Regions from separate parts of the Mus musculus genome. Here region 2 is linked to region 1. A link is a contact called in public HiChIP or PLAC-seq data. All regions are on one chromosome and are shown on one strand. The core of a region is the stretch at or near the end of the contact, and the rest is flanking DNA. Distances in the headings are between cores, read along the strand shown. Region 1 overlaps Dst (dystonin). Region 2 overlaps Dst (dystonin).

Region 1 (2,700 bases), core at 91-2,590:
AAGATTAACTTTCCACACTGTTAAGTCAGGCAGCCAGTGCCTTCCATTTGCTGGCCGCATGTCCTGCGGGGACGTGATACAATACATGCACGAGGAACGTATTAAAGTGACCAGCTAAACGAAAGCTTCAGTTCATATCAGAAGTGTGGCATGGCAGCGTTTACACACCCAGAATGAATCCTGACAGGAGCAGGCTGGCTGGACCTTGACGACTCACTGTGCTTATTTAGAGCAAGGGAGATGAGGTGGCATTCCATGTGAGTCTAGGTGCTGGGCGCAGTATAATTAAGGACTAGAAGTCTTACCCCAGAGATGGAAACACCTGGGCTAAAGTTACAACTCTGCTACCAGCAAGTCCTATGAGCCTAACGTTCAGACACAGCATGCTGGTGCTAGCAAGCCAGTAAGCAATATCCCTCCATGGCCTCTGCATCAGCTCCTGCTTCCTGACCTACTTGATTTCCAGTCCTGACTTCCTTTAGTGATGAACCGCGGTTTGGAGGTGTAAGCTAAATAAACCCTTTCCTTCCCAACTTGCTTCTTGGTCATGATGTTTGTCCAGGAATAGAAACCCTGACTAAGACAAATTACCTCCTGTAACCCCCTCCTGTGTGACCCCAGCACTGGGTCTGCCGTTACTCAGAGCAGAGGTACTGCCCACCACCATAAGAATTACTCCCGGGGCTGGTGAGATGGCTCAGTGGGTAAGAGCACCCGACTGCTCTTCTGAAGGTCCGAAGTTCAAATCCCAGCAACCACATGGTGGCTCACAACCATCCGTAACGAGATCTGACTCCCTCTTCTGGAGTGTCTGAAGACAGCTCAGTGTACTTATATACAATAAAAATAAATAAATCTTTAAAAAAAAAAAAAAAAAAAAAAAGAATTACTCCCTGTCTGCCCTACTCTGATAAAAGAATTTTATTAAACTGACCCAGGTTTAATGATCATGCAAATAGGAATATTAAAACCAGTGGGAAAACACACACTGATTTCCATATTTCCTAACCTGATGCCAAGGTCAGTGTACACACTCTTGTCTTTGCCAAGTTCAGTTCAGAGATTCCACTGAACAGAAGGAGTGGTTAGACAAATTCTGTATTAAGGACTTTGAGATCAAATCAACATTTCTACAACCCATCTATTAAAACGAATATCTGCCAGGAGTGGTGGTAGACACCTTTAATCTCAGCACTAGGGAGGCAAAGTCAAGTGGATTCTGAGTTCGATGCCAGCCTGGTCTAAGTAGAGAGTTCTGAAATAGAACACACAGAGAACCTGTCTCAAATGACAAACGACAAAGTAAAAAAAGAAAATCTATGCCTAGTATGTGTGGGTGTGTGTGTGTGTGTGAGAGAGAGAGACAGACAGACAGACAGAGACAGACAGAGAGAGAAAACGAGAGTGAGCCAGAGCCTGTTTACTTTTTAAGGGACTTTTTAAAGAAGAAAAGGTATTTCTCTCACGAGAAAAACCTGGTAGCAGGTACTAGGTTTATTTTTTTTTTTAATAACTGAGAATACAGACAATATACATGCAAGCACAAATTTTAGACAGTGGAGAACGGAAAGTACAGACAACCTCTCAAAGGGGGAAGCAGACAAGCTGAGTCCTACTGTTAACTTCCCCAGCTGACTGTCTGGGGAGTTTCCAGGCACCAGTGCACAGGAAACATGGGGTAAGGACACAGCACGGGACAGTAGTCCCCTTCAAGTGAAGAAAGCCATTCATCCAAGTGGGGTAAGACAACATGAATGTACCAGAAAACCAATAGATACTCAAAAGCAAGCGTCAAAGAGCCGAGGGGCTGTGTCTTGCCCCAGGTGTGCACACACGTGTAAGGATATGCACACTTGCAGAGAGAGAACCATCAACTGCCCAAGCCACACAGTGCCATCCTATGTTTAAATGAGCCAGAGGACTTGACAGCTACTGCCTGGTAATAAGATTCTCTGCATTACCAACAAATGTGTACAATGTGTCAGCCAGCTTGTCTGTGACCATGGCTGTTGTCTAAGGATACCCTCCCACTCAGAGCTGCTACTCGGAAAGTTTTCTGTGCTTCTGGCCTTACGGTATCTCTGTTTAAATCAACCCCATCTCCTACTTTTCTCTTGTCATCATCCACTGTGGTAACGGTTCACTTTGCTCATCTTCCTATATGATGAATTATGTACCTCAAAGTGGCAAAGACTTATGTGCAAACTCTACGCACAGTGTAAGGTGATCTGAATGCTTCCTACAAGTTAGAAGAGTTACTGCTTATTTGAACTTGGCAGCCTTGCAAGTGACAGTCTGGTTATTGTACTTAAAAGCAGCTATTACTTAGAGTAAACTGATTTAAAAAGCCCTCATTAAAAGAAACTCACTCGCTTGGTTTTTAAATATATATACTGAACATTTATAATACGCCCAGGATTATCACAGTAGTGGACATATTTAGGGGATTTACATATTTTCTGTGGCTTCCCAAACTCCGGAAGTATTCCATCTTCTGCTTTATAATACTTCTTTTAAATGTAAAATGAGCTTTTTCTCTCTGTTTTGAACTTCTACATCATCTCTTAAATCAGGTACCTTTTATAATTCTGGGGATCACTTTTATTCCAAAGAAACACTGGTTTTCTAAAATTCTTTCATTCTTGCCTGTGAGGGACTTTATGAGGCTCTATATGGGCGCAGACATGCTGAGTAGGCCCA
Region 2 (2,700 bases), core at 32-2,531, 260 kb before region 1:
GTGACAGTTGGCGCTTTCAATGATTTCCGGAGAAGGTAAAGCCTGACACCGGACCAAAGGCAAGTTCAAATAAAAAACAAAACTGTCACTTTTCAGTCAGAAAAAACAACATCTGCAGGCCATCCTAGCTATCGGCATCAACTCCGTCTGAATTTCCAAGGTCTTCCACCAGGGGTTTAAGTGAACATGTTCCTGATGCCGTGCATTCTTCCCACACAGTTTAAAAAACTTGAATTGCTTTGCACACAGTGGTGGAAGATGGCCATGTTAAACACAGAGATTCCTACTGGTCACAGGGAGCAGTGAGATTAGTGCGGTACATTTAAAAAGTTACATTTGTAAAGGCTCAGTATCCTGCTACTCCTCATTGCATCTCCTTGGCTTCTTGTTACTGCCGACTGGTCCCTACACGTTGGGTATGTTGGCTGAGGAAAGGCAGAGGCTGCGGTCAAAAGTGACGGGAAAACATAAGGCAGACAAATGTTTCTTATGTTGGGAAACTTGAGCCACCGTGATAATTATAATATCCACATAACCTGAGATACTTTGGGACAGGTAGATACCAATAACACAGATTTAACATTTTAAAATTCTGTTTTTAGTTTTGTGTGTGTGTGTATGTTGTTGCTTGTCAATATATACACCACCTGTGTGTAATGCCTGCAGAGGTCAGAAGAGGGAGCTGCAATTCCCGAAACTGAATTTACATGTGGTTTTGAGGAACTGAATTTAGTTCCTAAGTGTTCTTAACCTTTGAGCCATATCTCCAGCTCCAGTAAACATTCTATGAATCAGGGCACATAGAAAGCCATCATTTCAGCATTTAAAACAGGTGGGGTGCTCAGGGTGAGTAGTCACTCTGAGGACGAGAAGGCACCCCCTTTCTAAGTAGGCTGCATTTGGAATATTCATGGTTGTTCATCTGAGAAGACAGAGGAAAAGCAGATAGGAAACAAGGAAGTAAGTGCAGGCCAGGGCCACAGCAATGAGATCAGACCGCCCAGAGGGAGAGTCAAGTTAAAATAAGACCAGCTGTAATGCAGCTGCGGGCCAAGAGGCTCACTAGTCTGGGAACGGGTTGGAGAAGCCTAGCAACAAGAGAAAGGAGACACCCGAGGGGATGGATTGAGTTTCTTTACCTGGTGTTCTGCAATGAGGGTTTTCACCTCTTCGATCTCCTGGGGGATAACTTCCTTATCTTTCTCGGTCAGTGTGGTTTCCGCCCACTGTAGCCATGCCAGCAGAGTCTCCAGCAGCTCCTGCTTGGCGATGAGCCCAGCCAGCGCCCCTGCTAACCTCTGCTGGTGCTGCTTCGCCCAGGCCAGCACCTGTTGCACGGACACACAGCTCGCTCAGGTTCTTGCAACTTAGTTTCATTAATGTAAACCACACCCATTTAAAAAGTCAACTAGGATCCTTCTGAGCTAGACCTAGGAAGCTTTCTGCTAGTCTAGATCTGGCCAGTGGCTCTCAGATCCAGCCTGAGGAAGCACCGAGTCCCCTTTCGAGGATGTCTGTCCTCAGGAAAATGTTAGCCATGTACCTAGCATCCAGGTTTACTCCTGTTTATCCCTTGGGCTTTCTCATGTTCAAGTATACCTTCTCTAAAGCATGCCTACTCCAGGCAGCTTTCAGAAGCGGCAGAATCTAAAGTGCTAAAGATCTTAAACAGGAGCTCAATTCCCATCGAGTTCTTCCATTCACTCCCACAAGCACACAAGGCCCCCCCACTCCTGGAACATTCTTCAGCGAGGCATTATTCCCCAGACACAGTGGAAAGGTGGGACAAAACCCATGGCAAAGCAAACATCTGCCATTTAAGGTCTCACAGACACCACTTGCAGGACCTGTAACGTTTCTAGTTAACGGCTCCTTCAGGGGCTGACACACTTGAGAGGAATCTACGAGACGCTTCCCCACGAAGGCCTGTCTTCCCACAGTCGGCCTGGGCTGGAGGATTCCCGTTTCCCCGCCCCCTGCACAGTCGCCCCTACCCCAGATGACGTCAGACGCACTGACCTCTTCAAACCTGGCCTGGATGATCGTGATCCAGTGCTTAATGGTGGTAATGGAGTCAGGGTGGCAGACGGCCAGAAGAGCGTCCCCCATACCGGTGGCCTTACTTAGTTCTGCCCTTTTCTCTTCCAGTCTCTTCATGAACTCCTGCAGCGGGCGGAGCAGACACTTCCGTTAGCTGTCGGCCCTTGCTGTGACATTCACTTCATGTTGTGTTACAGAAATGAGGTAGGACTTCAGTCTGGTGTAGGGTCTAATGCTGGCCGGCTGCCAGCCCGCAGTGGTATAAGCTCGACTTCTAAGTACTGAGCTGATTCTAAGATTCACCATGAGCCTGACACTTTCCCTACTCTTACAGTCTCGCCTCACGGGTAGTAAACAGTGTACAAAGCACTTTGGTCCTCCAGGCCATGCCGGGCAAGCCTGCACCACTATCAACAGGGAGGCAACGTTTCCTTGCTATACTCAACCAATCTCTGAGGAAGGGCAGCAATGAAAGTCAGAAGCAGATGATGTAACACACGCTACAGCAGAATGAGGGACTTCCAGCGTGACCTTGAAGGGCAAGGTTATTTAAAAAAATGGTGTTTAAAAAAAAATCTTTCAAGTGAATCAGAAATGTGCGGACATCAATACTGCATTGGGGGGGGGGGGGCGGGGTAAGCACTGTGAATATCTGACGTT

The links. HiChIP or PLAC-seq counts read pairs in DNA pulled down with a chosen protein or histone mark.
Region 2: a contact with region 1 is called in an H3K27ac HiChIP or PLAC-seq map of microglia, with 5 times the contacts expected there. The contact joins two enhancer-like sites. A contact is called at or near these places in 1 of 115 datasets of contacts at active chromatin or transcription factors (microglia) and 1 of 9 other capture datasets (pancreatic islet).

Annotation. Positions count from the first base shown.
Region 1 is chr1:34,027,906-34,030,605 of GRCm38.p6, reverse strand. The region is part of intron 4 of Dst (dystonin); the gene reads right to left. Among named protein-coding and RNA genes, the nearest start is that of Mir6896, 88 kb to the left of the region's middle. Within about 2 kb of position 1,340, at least 37 of the 459 cell types and tissues checked have an H3K27ac peak or open chromatin away from gene starts, as enhancers often do. A contact at or near this core is called in microglia, where this site is marked.
Region 2 is chr1:34,288,987-34,291,686 of GRCm38.p6, reverse strand. It overlaps Dst (dystonin), which reads right to left. Exons shown (of 103, transcript NM_001276764.1): 90 at 2,020-2,163; 91 at 1,140-1,328. Among named protein-coding and RNA genes, the nearest start is that of Gm26788, 110 kb to the right of the region's middle. Within about 2 kb of position 1,281, at least 25 of the 459 cell types and tissues checked have an H3K27ac peak or open chromatin away from gene starts, as enhancers often do. A contact at or near this core is called in microglia, where this site is marked.